2 separate regions of the Hordeum vulgare genome follow, and region 1 is linked to region 2. A link is a contact called in public Hi-C data. All regions are on one chromosome and are shown on one strand. The core of a region is the stretch at or near the end of the contact, and the rest is flanking DNA. Distances in the headings are between cores, read along the strand shown.

Region 1 (6,805 bases), core at 1,928-4,427, 180 kb before region 2:
TCTTCTCAAGCAATCACGCGCAAATGATCGGACATATGAGGAAAAATATAAGAGATATGACTGCATAGATAAAAAAGTAAGGCTTAAAACGGACACGCCTGGTCAGTGACCGGACGCGTCCACGTACATTTAAGGGGCCGGATTTAAGTTCCGGTTGTAGATGTTCTCAACCGTAGTGAATCACCGTTACTCCAATCATCCAACCACACGTTGGTTGTCCGTGATCCTCTTTGTCGACGGCCGATTGTGTCGTGAAATCACATCTGGCAGTAAACTCGCGGAACGGAACCCCGCCGCGTCGATCTCGGCGGTAGAGTGAAAATCACGTACGGGGGCGTACGCACGGTTCCGTTGTGTGGAGATCCCAACGGCCCGTGAGCCATTTACACCCGGTTCGGCACCCCCGGCCACCACGCGCATGCGCCGGCCAAGCCAAGCCTCGTGCGCATGAAAGCCATGAATGCTGGATCGACCCAGCCGCCGCCCCTGCCCGTCGGTGCGAAGAAGAGCAGCGGAGCCCATCGCGCGCCCGCGTAAATGGCCGCCGTGGCCTGTCACGGGGACGTGCGCGGGGCCGGCCGCGCAGGCACACGCCCGCGTGACCGCTTCCTCCTCGCGATTCATGGGCGGCAGAACAGCGGCGGGCTGGTACTCTGGTAGGTCTGCCAGTAACTGTGAACTGACAGCACGCACGCGTGGTCGCGGCTGCGTCTGCAGCTTCTGATTCTTTCCTTGTCCCTGCACAGCAACACTGGCCGGGCTGGGGGCACGGGGCACCGTGGACTGTAGTGACTGACGTCTCAAGTGTTAAAGACATGGATGGTTCAGTCTGACAGTCTCTGATTGATTATATATGCGTGTGTTTGTATTGTGTCACTGCTGGGAGGAGAGCTTGAGATGTTTACATGGACAGTTGGCTGATAGCGCGGTTAGAGCATCTCTAGCACACGCTATATAATGTCTGGATCTATAAAATAACCGCTAAAATACGGGTACACACCAAAAAAACTGTCAGATCAGAATCCGTATCGGACCGCGATCTGTAAAAGTTTTTAAGGAGCACTGAAAATATCCTCACCAAACCTGTAAAAATAAGGATTCGGAGGACGCCCGAGGACGGCTTGTATATACGAAAGACCGTTAGAGGAGTCCAACTGCCATCAGAACCTTCATGGCTTGCTTCCGTTCCCGTCCGTGCGCCGATCGTTCGCCCCGACCGCTGCGCCCGCTGGCCGTCCGCCCGCGCTGCTAGCCGTGCCCGTCTATGGCTCTCCTGACGAAGGAGCTAGCAAGCTGAATCGATTCGATTCAAAGGACACTAGTAGCTAGCTAGCTAGCTCTAGCTGAATCGATTCATTCTAAAGGCGCTAGCTAGCTAGATCTGGGCTAGCTAGCTCTAGCTCGCGGAGAAGTCCGGTCGCCGCGTGCCAACGATCGCTCGTCCGCAAACGGCCACCCCGCGTCTTCTTTTTCCGTTCGTTCGTCGGTGGCCGCCCTGTCCTACAGTATGTGCCGATATTAGATTGACGTGAGGAAGAGGATGATGGAAAGAAAAAAAAAAGGCTAAAATCGCTATATTCAAAGAATATTTTTTCACAGGTCCACTTTACGGGGTTTTGATTTTGTCCACGCCTGTGTCGACCTGCAAAGTAGTTTTTCTGCAAATTTTGAACATGTTTTACGGATCGACGTTGTACGATGTGTGTTAAAGATGCTATTAAAAGACCGACCGTCGACAGATTGTGAATAGAGCGCAGCCGATTGATCGATCGATCCATCGGTCAAGATTCCTGTAAAAAGAAGGCGCAGGCCGATCGATCGGTCGGCAGCGGAAAGCAACACAGCACCTGCCTGTTGCTGTTGGGTGCCTGCTTGGAGACTGACTATGCATCAATGCATGGAGAAACTTGGTTCTGTACACCTGTTCCTGCCACTGCCCGCCTCTACTGGAGAGTCAGAAGTGGACAAGTCACTCGACCCATCAGTTCCAAGATAAGATAAGATAAGCACGACTCAGAAAACCGGAGCGGAAACGTACAAAGAGCTAGCTAGCTAGCTGCATTGACCCGAATCAGTCAGTTGTCAGTACGATTACAAGCCACCTGCAGCTAACCAAAGCGGACATCCAGGATCATCATCCCAGCTAAAACCGTGGCTAGCACTAGCGCTTCTCCCAGTCGAAGCATCGGATTCCCCCGACGAATAGGGCGCAAAAGACGAGCGCATTTCCCAGTCCGTCCAAGGATATGCGTACCTATAGCTAGCTGCAGAAAAGAGTACTAAGAAAAGAACAAATTAAATAGCGGCCTAGCAAAGAATCAATACCACCGGCAGGGTACGTCCGGCCGGTGCCGGCTGGAGCAGAGCAGAGGCAGGTAGCCCATGCCGATGCGGTGCGTCAATTAACTGTGCGCCGCCACTGTTCCGCCATCGCCATGCCCGCGCCCGATCACGCCGTTGGCCGGTCGGCTTCCGTCGCGTCGTACGGTGGCGGGGGACCGTGCGATGCACGCGTGGGTTAATAATTCACCCGGCATGCAGGCACCGCAAGTGCCAAAAGAGAAGGATCTTGCTGCCCATAGAAACACAGTAAGTTTCCCTTCTTTGCAGGTGTTCGTTCTGCTCTTGCAGTACCAGTACAGTCTCCTGTCCTGCCTGCCGCCCCTGTTCCGGCTGCAGCTAGCGTCCATCCTCTGCTCACTGCTCAGTGCCGTTGGTTGGTTACTACCACTGTAATTTTTGGCAGCAGCTTGGGGAAGTTTTACTGTCGCAGGGGAAGGACGGTCTCTTCAATTAACCGTCAAATCAGGCATGGGTGGATTATACTCCTATGTGTCGCTGCTGCTGCCTGTTAATCACCCCCAGTTCTTGCCGTACTGTACTCTAGCTTCCAGTCCATGTGCACAGCCCATTTGACAGAGGACACATAGTTGCATTAGTCAATGGTATATCAGTGTCACGGTGTGATTTCTGCATGCAGAATTTTCATTAACTGCCTGGCATGTTTTCTCGGGTGTAGCATCAAACGGATAGACTATCAAATTCCGCCGCAGGCCAAGTAGCCGGTGTCAAATGCAGAGTAGTCTTAGGCTGTCTCCATGTTCCACAGTGTCTGTCAGTGTCGCTGATGTTTAATCAGCTCTACTCCACTCTACTCATCATTGGCCCTCGTTTTTCCAGCCTGCTACGCCGAGCATATACGGTTTGCTTGCCCGGAATCTAACAACGACCGGACGGGAGCGGCTCACAGAAGAATATTCGGCGCTACGGCAGGAGGGGTTCGTCGATCGGAGGGGACAGCGCCACTCGACTAGTTTAACCAACCCGATCTGCAGTGGATCGGAACTCTTGTCCGGCGTTGCGAGACGCATGTGACATCACCAGATCGCACGAAAGCTTCCATTGGTCAGAGGGAAGCCACCTGTGGATCTGCTCTGCTCTGGTTTTCGTTTCACCGTCACCGCTTGGCTGCGAGTAACAAGTTGATGTTCCGTGCATGAGAAGCTGAACATGGCCGATCTGTATCTGTCGGCCAGCGTTATTGTTAGTAGTAGTATATCTTATCCCCTGTCTGTTTCTAACGTGGCGAGGGCGTTTTGATCTTGACCCCTACGGCTACAAGGAGAAACGACAAAGTGACGTCTGGTTAGAGAAACGATAAAATTTAGGAGAGGAATCCTATGTTGCCTGCGTCACCGTCATCTTCTAAGAGCTTGTTTGATTGGAGACTAATTTTGCCGGTCAACGTGTGGCAAGCCATTAAAGTGTGACAAGCCACAAAGTGTTAACGTCAAACTTTGGTAAAAGTTGATAAAAAAATTGACTCTATGACAAATGGGCCATAGCGACAATAAAGTGTGGCAAGACAAAGTGTGACAAAACCAAACATATGCCAACTAAACTATGGCTGCCAAATTTTGGCTTGGCAAAGTGTGGCTGGGAACCAAACAGGCCCTGAATCGTAACTCCGAATTTAACATGTTATATATAAAATTTGATTAGAAAAGTATGTAGAAATTGAATATGATGTTATTTTATCTGTTACACATTTAATAAAAGTACTATCTAGGATGCAATCTTAATAAATAATTCATTACTGGATTGGAGAAATTGAAGGTCATTTGCCTGTTTCTTTGTACGTATTAAATCTACTTGCAAGCCGTGTTAAAATAAAAGACATGTGAAATCTTGAACTGCACTTTTGTAGGGTAAGACCATCTTTGGTTGTACCGTAACTACAAATTTTCAGACTATAGACCATTTTTTATAAACTAAGAGCGTGTGGTATTTTTTTCCCGTTGCAACGCACGGGTCCTTCTGCTAGTAACATTCAACATGTCAACGGAATATAAAAATTTGACATGTTTGATTATGATGAAGATCATCCTCAGTTGCCCATGCTCTTTCCGGCGTAATTGCCGTCCTCCTCGCGTAAGTATCGTTTGAAGATGCAATACGAATTGAGACGGATATGCTCCTGGTCGGAGTTGTCCTCACCGTCGATGTCCTCCTTTGATGGCAGTCCGACCATTTCACGGATCGCCCGATTCTGCTCTCGAGCAAGGGCGTGCATGTTCCTCCCCTGTCTCTTCTTCACAATGCGGACGGAGATGGCTTCCTCCTTTGTGGACTCCCGCGGTGCCACATCATCCGCCTCCGTCACCGCCACATCGGCAACGAGTCGGGCCTCAGCGGCCCTTATCCTCTCATTCCCATGACGGGCACACCGGTTCCGATGGAACTCATACTCCTCCCACCGGTGATGGGAAGGATAGATTTGAAGGCCGCGAGGATCCATCCCCAGAGGATCCAAGCGTCCATTGAGCCGATGCTATGGAGTCGCGCAGGACAAATCCTGTCGTCGGTTGGGCGTTGTCTTCCCGGGAGTGCCGGAGCGCAATGCGGATGACCATTGACTCCTCCAACCCGCACGAGATGACACCCCAATCGATGGATTCGGACTAGTCGGAGTCAGATCCAATACATGCCATGCCGAAGAGGGCCGGAGATCGTCGGAGGTGAGCTCGGGTGATGGAGGGGAGTAGAGTAAAGTGGCTAGGGTTTGGTCCAACGGGCGTATGAGGATGAATATATGTGGGGTCGGGTGAGCCAACGTGGACCGGGTCCGACGCGGCGGACGCCCCCCGGCGCGCCATACCCACCCATATTTGGGCTAGATATGAGGGGTGTCAGTCATCCCAAGCGTTTGAGGCCCATTTGAGGCGCCCGCCTGGGTTGATTTTCCATGACCGGGTGATGACCCACAAGAATAGGGGATCAATCGTAGTCCTTTCGATAAGTAAGAGTGTGAAACCCAACGAGGAGCAAAAGGAAATGACAAGAAGTTTCCAATAAGCTAATTTCTGCAAGCACTGATATAGCGGTAACAAGTTGTTTCATAGCAAGATAATTGTAACAAGTAACGAGTAGCAATAGTGATAATAAGTGCAGCAAGGTAGCCCAATCCTTTTGTGGCAAAGGACAGGCTGGAACGGTTTCTTATGATAGGCAAAGCGTTCTTAAGGGCACACGAGAATTTCATCTAATCACTTTTGTCATGTCAGATTAATTCGTGTTCGGTACTTTGATAATTTGATATATGGGTGGACCGATGCTTGGGTGTTGTTCTTATTTGAACAAGCCTCCCACTTATCGTTAACTCTCCTGCAAGCATCCGCAACTACGAGAAAAGTATTAAGAATAAATTCTAACCATAGCATTAAACATAGGGATCCAAATCAGCCCCTTACGGAATAGCGCATAAACTGGGGTTTAAGTTTCCGTCACTCTTGCAACCCACCATCTGATAACTACTCCACAATGCATTCCCTTAGGCCCAAAGATGGTGAAGTGTTATGTAGTTGACGTCACTGTTCAAGATATCCCCCGATATGCTGATAAATCGGCCGATTTGTCATTTACCAATGTCTGATCGATAAGATAAATTGGTCGATATGCCGATAAATCAGCCGATATGCTGATAAATCAGGCGATTTACCCCTTATCCTAGGTCGATCGATAAGTTCCTGATAAGCGATATCCCCAACATTGGTTGACATTCCCATAACACCACTAAGGGAATCACAACATTTATATCATCAAAATATCGAACGAATATCAACTTCACATGACTACTTGCAACATGACTTCTCCCGTGGCCTCCAGAACAAAAGTAACTACTCACAAGTGATAAACATGCTCATGATCAGAGAGGTATTAAATAGCATATTGGATCTGAACATATGATCTTCCACCAAATAAACAATAAAGCATCAACTACAAGATGTAATCAACACTACTAGTCACCCCCAAGGTGCCAATCTGAGGTTCCGGTACAAGATTCAACACAAGAGATGAACTAGGGTTTGAGAGGAGATGGTGTTGTTAAAGATGTTGATGAAGATTGGCCTCCCCAAGATGGCAGGGTTGTTGGTGATGACGATGGTCTTGATTTCCCCCTCCGGGAGGGAAGTTCCCCCAGCGGAATTGCTTCGCTCGAGGGCAAAAGTGCTCCTGCCCAAGTTCCGCCTCGATACGATGGTGCTCCATCCCGAAAGTCCTCTCCTGATTTTTTTGCAGGTTAAAAGTCAATATATATACCAGAAGATAGTCGCCAGAAGTGGGCTGGGTGGCCCACTACCCACCAGGTCGCGCCAGGGGGGCTCGCGCGCCCTGGCACAAAGTTGCCACCTGGCATCCCCTTCTGGTACTTCTTTCCTCCAATATTTTTTATTTATTCCATAAAATTCCTCGTGAAGTTTCAGTGCATTTGGAGATGTGCAGAATAGGTATCTCTGACGTAGCT
Region 2 (6,988 bases), core at 1,370-3,869:
GGAGAAGACGTTTCCGTCGACTACAAGACGTGTGTAGTGAATTCTTAAAATCTCAAGATGCTATGACGTCTCGGAGGTGATTATAGGGATAGAATGTGTGTGTTAACATTTATAGGGGTGAGTGTATACTTTTATATGTGAGTGATTTTTGATCGTGCCGTGTGTAAAAGAAAAGGTGAGAATTATGGTTCGTAGGTGATTTTTCATTGCACTACCGCTTGTAACATTTTGAGGCGGTTTTGGATAACCAAATCGAGTTCTTTTCCTATTGTTGATTCTCCGTACGCGATTGTCGAGAATCACCTCAAAAGAACTGGCCGTGATCTTGACATGCTGGTTGGGCATAGCTGCATAGGTCATGCCGACCTGAGCACTCAAGATGGGAACAGTTTTGTATTTGTGGGGATCTAATTAATCAAGATGTCATGGCTGTCCCTAATGCAATCAATCCCCGTGTTACAAAGTGCGTGGTCAAATCAAAGGCAAAAACAAACGGCCTCTTTTGTCTTCAAACCAACCCGTGGATCGATCATTGTTTCTGACTCACTAGTCTCCCAGCACCTTTGATGGCTTGTTGAGAAAAGCAAAATGATTCAGAGGAAACAGCTCGGCTTCACCAGGAGTTGTGCCACAAATCGTCGGAAGAAACATGCATCTTCAAAGATGATGACCGACGACGATCGCCACCAATTGATTCCACGGACCTTGTACGTGGTGCTTGCTTATCCCATTATTATCCTCTTAAACAATCCCACTACGACCGCCGGCTGCCAGCCTACGGGGGAGACAGTGCACCCACGGAATGCGCTAAAGCAACGTTAGCATAGCCGCCCCACCATTGATTTTCTCCTGCAAAGTGCAAAGCCGGGCACCATTTGCTCACGGACCAATACAATAAGATCACTAGTGCTAACGCCGATCTAGCCGGCCATGGGGAGGACTTACGCATCCAGTGCAGATGACTTGTCGGGGGAGCCAGCCACACCCACCCTTCGTCGATCTTCGTCTCTCTCTCTCTCGATCGCACGCGCCGGCTCTGTGGCGCCTGTCTGCCTTTATATATAAACCCACATGCGGCGGAGCACATCGTGTATAGACGAACTGACGAAGGAGGAGGAAGGAAGCATGCATGTGATGCACAGCGGAGCAAGGTGACAAAGGAGCGCACTGTTGCGTGCATGATCCCTACAACAACAGAGGCCAGCAGAGGCTCAGCTCGTGTCGCCACAGATCTGGCCGTCTGGCAAAGGCTAATCATTGCACCATAAATCCCCCATCTACGCACAAGCATTATGTACAGGCCGCCATGGGCAGGCAGAGCGAGATGGTGGTGGAGGAAAAAAACAAAGCTTGGAAGAAGAAGAAGAAGAAGAAGAGAAAGAAGTGTGAGGTGATGCATGGGGATCTAGTGGCAGTGGACAGCTGCTGCTAGCTAGCTGGCTAGGGATCGAGAGCGGATCACTTGTGAGATAAGAAGAAGGAAAAAAGAAGTGAAATTACAGAATTGTTTGCTCTTCAACACATGCACACACATGGACATGGACACTGGCCATCTACAGTGGCTAGCTAGCACACACGCAATCAGGCCACCCAAAACGACTGACGAGCGCGATGAGAGAAGACCGGTGAACATGGTGCGAGCGATGGCGAGGAAGAAGAAGGGTTTCGTCATGTCGCCGTAGTCCCCATCGGCCGGTCACCTCTCATAGCTCCTGCAATGGGTCAAAGGATCTGTAATGAGACAACACATCACTTCATCCAACAGCTCTTAACAATTCAATAATTGCGTACTAGTAGTAGTACTATGATGATGTACTACTACGTGGCTAACGTGGACTGCAAAGATTGCTACTACATGGAGATGACCAGCGGACGGACCTGCTTGGACGCGGCCATGTCGGTGGCTATCTTGGCGTCGGCGTCCACGGCGACGACCTTGTCGCCCTTCTTGGCCGCGGCGGCATTGTTGGCGACGCCGCCGCCGACGCATAGCGACTTCCGGAGGCCGAGCATCTCCCTCCACCGGCTGGACCCCTTGGGCGTGGACGCCCTCTCCTCGTCGGCGCTACCACGGAGCTCGTCGCGGAGCGTGGAGGGAGCGCGGCCGCCCTCGACCTTGAAGGGGAGGATCCTGCCCTTGGAGAAGAGCTGGTCGGCGGCCATCATGGGGTGGCTGCCGACGGAGAACTCGAAGTTCTGGTCCTCCTCCTGGCACCGCAGGCCCATGGCCCGGTTCTGCACCGGCGGCGGCGGCTCCATGGAGAAGTCGCTGGAGAAGGAGATGCGCGGGCCCGGCTGCCCGCCGCCGAACGCCACCGCGCCGCCGTCCGGGTTGTACATGTTAACGCATGCCATGGCTCGCGCGCTAGCTAGATTAATTAGCTCGATCGTCGTGGGATAGCTTGGCTGATGCGTGGCGAGGCTTTTAAAAGGTGGTGATGGTGGTGGTGTCTGGTCTCGGCGTGCGAGCTGAAGAAACGGGGCACTGTTACGGGTCACTGAGTGTGGAGGTGATGGTGGATTTGGATGGGTTTTATAGAGATGAGAGGAGAGGGGGGCTGCTTGGGATGAAGCTTTTGGGTAGATGTGCGCTGCAATTGTTTGGCACCGCCTGTAGTAAACGGTGATGATTGAGATGCATGGCGAGCTGTTTTCTTTCTCCACCGGTGAACAATGGATTAGAGCCATATAGGTGAAATATATACAGTACTCCCTCCGATACATACACAGGTTGCGTCAGTTAATTCAGATCGGAGGAAGTGGTACTTTTCCCTAGAATTTTTTTGGAAGTACTCCCTCCGTTCCTAAGTATAAGACCTTCTTAAGATTCCACTATGAACTACATATAAATGTATATAGACATATTTTAAAGTATAAATTCGCTCATTTTGCTTCGTATGTAGTCCATAATAAAATATCTAAAAGGTCTTATATGTAAAAACGAAGGGAGTATATGAGTACAACAATGTCGGCATGGCCATACGTATGCGGGCATGTGGGTTTACTCGAACCATATGAAACGTAAGGGTTGGTCATGGCTTTTTCACTTTTTGTAGTTATGGTTTGGAGACTAGCCACTTATATCTGTCATCACCTGAAACTTGACTCTCGAGTGAAGGCACCCGAAACTTGAAACCCAGTTGAAGTCTCGAAGATGCTTCTTCTGAATTCCAACGGGCACCCGTCACAAAACCCCATCACCACAGCATCACCGCCGGCCGCATGCCACAGTACAACCGTTCAAACCTTTCTCATTACACAAAAAGAGAGCACGGGGATCGTTCTGGAACGGACTGTTGATTTTGTTTCTCTGTGCCAGCTCCAGGCCCGGGATAAGAAGAAGAAGAAGAATGCCGTTTGTTGATATGCGATCTTGGGACGATAGATCGCAAGTCCCAACACGGATCGGGAACCATGGACGCGTGCGTGCGGCGCTCATGGGGGGGGAGAAGAATCTCAGGAGCGTCGGTGTGCCAGTGCCAGTGCTCCCAGCAGCGATTCTTCCTCGTTTGGATGCGCGCTGCTAGTTGCTTGGACGTGTGGCAAATGCCGGTCTTGGGGCCTCGCCGCGGTCAAACAATGGCTGTCATTGTCCAGCTTGTGATTGGCATTGTTATCATAATCCCGGCACGGTGGTTGGATAGAGTGAATTCTGGCATGCCGCAACCGCACTTGATTCCCGGCCCTTTTACCACCGGGAAAGCAAGCGCACGTGAGGTGCATGACCCAGATGCGGCAAGGTCTGCCTGCCACACCGACCAACGCCACTTGGGTTCGCCTCGGAGCTTGACACGTAACCCTTTGCGATTTATTTGCAGATCAAGAGCTACCAGTAAGTACATGTATGTCGTCACGTGAAAGATGGTGTTTTTTACTTGAAACCAAACTAATGACCAAAGGAAAATATTGCACGGGGAAATTTTTGGTTATATACATACATTTAGTAAAGGGTATACATCGAGGGGAAATCGACGTTTTGTCTGCGATTATTATATAGCAGTAGTGTCATCAAGCAGCATGAAATAATTGAGAGCAGGGGCATAATTATTTCTTCGAATGAGCCAAGGGGCATGATTATAGTGGGGTTTGCGAGGAGTATGGTGCAAGGATGCCAACCTCCAAGTGTAGAGTAGAACAAATTAGACCCATCCATAATTGCAGGGGGAATTAGCAAAGGCGCAGACAACAGTCCTTTTCCTCATTGAACACATGATGATCCACCACACGGCACAGGGCCATACTGGCGTGGCAACTGTTGGGGATCATGCGAGACAAGAGGATCGTAAGGCTTTGTTCATGAAGCGCATACCGAGGAACAAGAAAATCCGTACGGCCTGAGTCCGACGGCCTACGGTGCGGTGCGGGGGCGGGGGCGGGGGCGTAGGTTCGGTGGTAGCTTTCTTCCCCGTGGATTCGGGACCAGCGGCCTCAGCGGAAGACCTGGCGTGGACGACCTGAAGAAGAAGAGCAGATGAGCACAGAAAGCGATCTCCATAACAAATGAACAGATATGTGCTGTTCAAGGGGAAAGCAACGTTAATGGTAAGGTCACCAGATGCCAGGGTAAGCCATGTTCAGGGCAGAATGGAGTACGAATGCCCAAGCAAAGAATCAGGTAGGCTGGCATTCTTAACGAGTCTACATGGCTCCATATCACTGGAGTTAAAATCCAGTTAAAATGTTGCACGCTAGAAATCAAAGCCTAACACACCAAGCAACGACTACGACTGTAATCCTATCCAAAATTTGAACCGTCAATCCTAGCTGTGACATTTCTACGAACTGCAAACTTCTCGATACCTATCGACAAAAAGGATGAAGTGGAACATCTATAGCCTGGCAGATATTGTTAAGTGCGCATGCACATGCCAGATTAACAAAAGAAAATGCAAACATGCTTAAAGATGTCCGGGATTGGGATCGGTTGGGCACCAGCAGGAGGGAGGGAGGGAGGGAGAAGGTAGGTAACAAGATCGTTTGACCGACACTTGACCGGTTTGTTATTTAGCCAGAGTGAGCTGGCGACATGGACCTCTCAGAACAGGACCATGTGATCCCAAAGGATCCTCTCCCTCCTCGCCTTGGTTCCGTCTCCATGACCAATCATAATACGGCTCCTCCGTCCTGTGCCTCCTCCAGGTCACCTCACAGCGGACCGGTCAAGGAGTTCTTGTTCCTTAGTAATGCCTGTCCTATTTCTATTGAATCACAGACTATAGTGTCCTGGTGGAAACAGGACCATTTTAAACACTCGTCTAGTCTCAGGTCACCTCACAGTGTCCATGCTAATAGATGGAGTGCAACATGCTGCTGGAATGGCAAAATTACCAGCAACGAGATACTCCACATTCAGATCATGAAAAGCTAACGTTTTGGACAGGTCTCCGACACATAACATGGAGCATTAACTTCTGTTTACAAACATATCAATAAAATCAAACAAAAGTTGATATTGTGCTAGTACTTTTCGAGGCAAGTCTGCACGTATGGTTTCCAAGTATCAAGGCTAAATATTTAAAAAGATATCTGTAGTCAAAGTTTCAAAAGTTTTAGTAGGCTTATGTCCAGAGGGACGTTTTTTTATGAACTGGACGTAGTAGCCACCTCCAGCAGGGTGCTGGCGTTTTATATATATTAACTCTCACATATAAGAAAGGATAGCAGATTAAGCCTCAGTTAGGTTACTTGTGTTGTTGGATGACGTGCCATGTCACTGGAAAAGGGGCCGAGATTTCAAAGAAAAAAACTGTTAACCTACTGCTGAATATATGACACTGAAACCTAATCTGGAGTGCACCCAGCCTCGAATACAGCATAAAGTTTTGAAGCACCCATCTAATCATGTTAACCTCACTCCCCCCTTAGCAGCCAAGGAAAGATATAAAACATGACATGCCAGGGAAGAGAAACTTTTCTAACAGATTTCAGAATGACCCTTAAGAATGTCATCGAATTTAACACTTGTCCCCATTACTATAAGATACTTAGATGGGTTGAAGTAGGATCTTCACATTGGTGTGATGCAGTAATATCAAAGACAACAGAACTAGAGTTCTATGCTGTAAATATTAGACCATCTAATCTAAATCAACAGTTCGAGGTGAGGTCTAATTTCCACAGCAATATCATTAGATAAAAAGGATTCCGCATGAGTTCTGTAAGAACATGGAATCAAAAGTTCAAATTATGTGCATTTTCTGCAGATTATGTATTATAAATAGAATTCCGTTTTAGCTACGGATGAATTAAGAACCATTTTAGGAAAAAGCAGATCATTCATGGGGAGAAAAGCATGTGCATTCCATTTTGTTAAGTTGCTTGAAAACCTAACCACATAATGGTCAAAGTTTTAGTATAAGCAAAGCTCTTAAGATCAAGAGAACCCATGTGAGCACATGAACAGCACCAATTCTTTTCTTCCAGCAATGTGTTAACTTTTGTGACTGCACATGTGAGTGGTGGGAATGAAGACCAGCCTCATTGTGACACACACTCAACCCACTACCTTTAATCCTACAGATCTCGAGAAAAAAGGAAAGAACAGAATATATTTCCTTGTAATTATAATAACTAAAGGTGAAGACCACCCACCCTTTTTCTCTGGCTACATATCGCATGCATGTAGCAATTCTAATGTCAAAATACAACAAATCACATTATGGACATTCTGGGGGAAACGTCCAGCTTATATTGCAGCGAAGTTCTATTTTGAGTAGATTGAAGAAATGTGAGCCCCTGTATAAGCAGGAATTTCCATTTTTCAGTTTACACTTGATCAAGATGATACTAAAATAGCCGCTAGGCTGGATCTACGAGTACTTTGATTTGACTATGCTAAGAGGGTGACCACAACAGTGCAAATGCCAGGCTTTTACTACACTAATTTGAGAGTGTCTTTCAAAAAAAAAAAAAAAACTTGAGAGTCTGGCTGTCACCCACATGGTAAGGCATAAATAACAGAAAGCTGGAGGTGAAAGCAAACAACCCA

Evidence for each region. A called contact is a pair of places that touch in the nucleus more often than the background predicts.
Region 1: a Hi-C map of seedling shows a contact between it and region 2, with 2.3 times the contacts expected there. The contact joins the enhancer-like site here to the promoter of LOC123402309 in region 2. A contact is called at or near these places in 3 of 6 Hi-C or Micro-C datasets (leaf and seedling).

Annotation. Positions count from the first base shown.
Region 1 is chr6H:518,063,938-518,070,742 of MorexV3_pseudomolecules_assembly, reverse strand. No RefSeq gene overlaps it. Among protein-coding and RNA genes, the nearest start is that of LOC123406254, 120 kb to the left of the region's middle. Within about 2 kb of position 3,177, at least 3 of the 3 cell types and tissues checked have open chromatin away from gene starts, as enhancers often do. A contact at or near this core is called in leaf and seedling, where this site is marked.
Region 2 is chr6H:517,885,898-517,892,885 of MorexV3_pseudomolecules_assembly, reverse strand. LOC123402309 reads right to left here and starts at 2,619. Exons shown (of 2, transcript XM_045096208.1): 1 at 1,879-2,619; 2 at 1,149-1,712. The coding sequence starts at 2,355. The coding sequence ends at 1,704. LOC123402879 (DNA repair and recombination protein RAD54) reads right to left here. Exons shown (of 23, transcript XM_045096841.1): 23 at 3,907-4,454.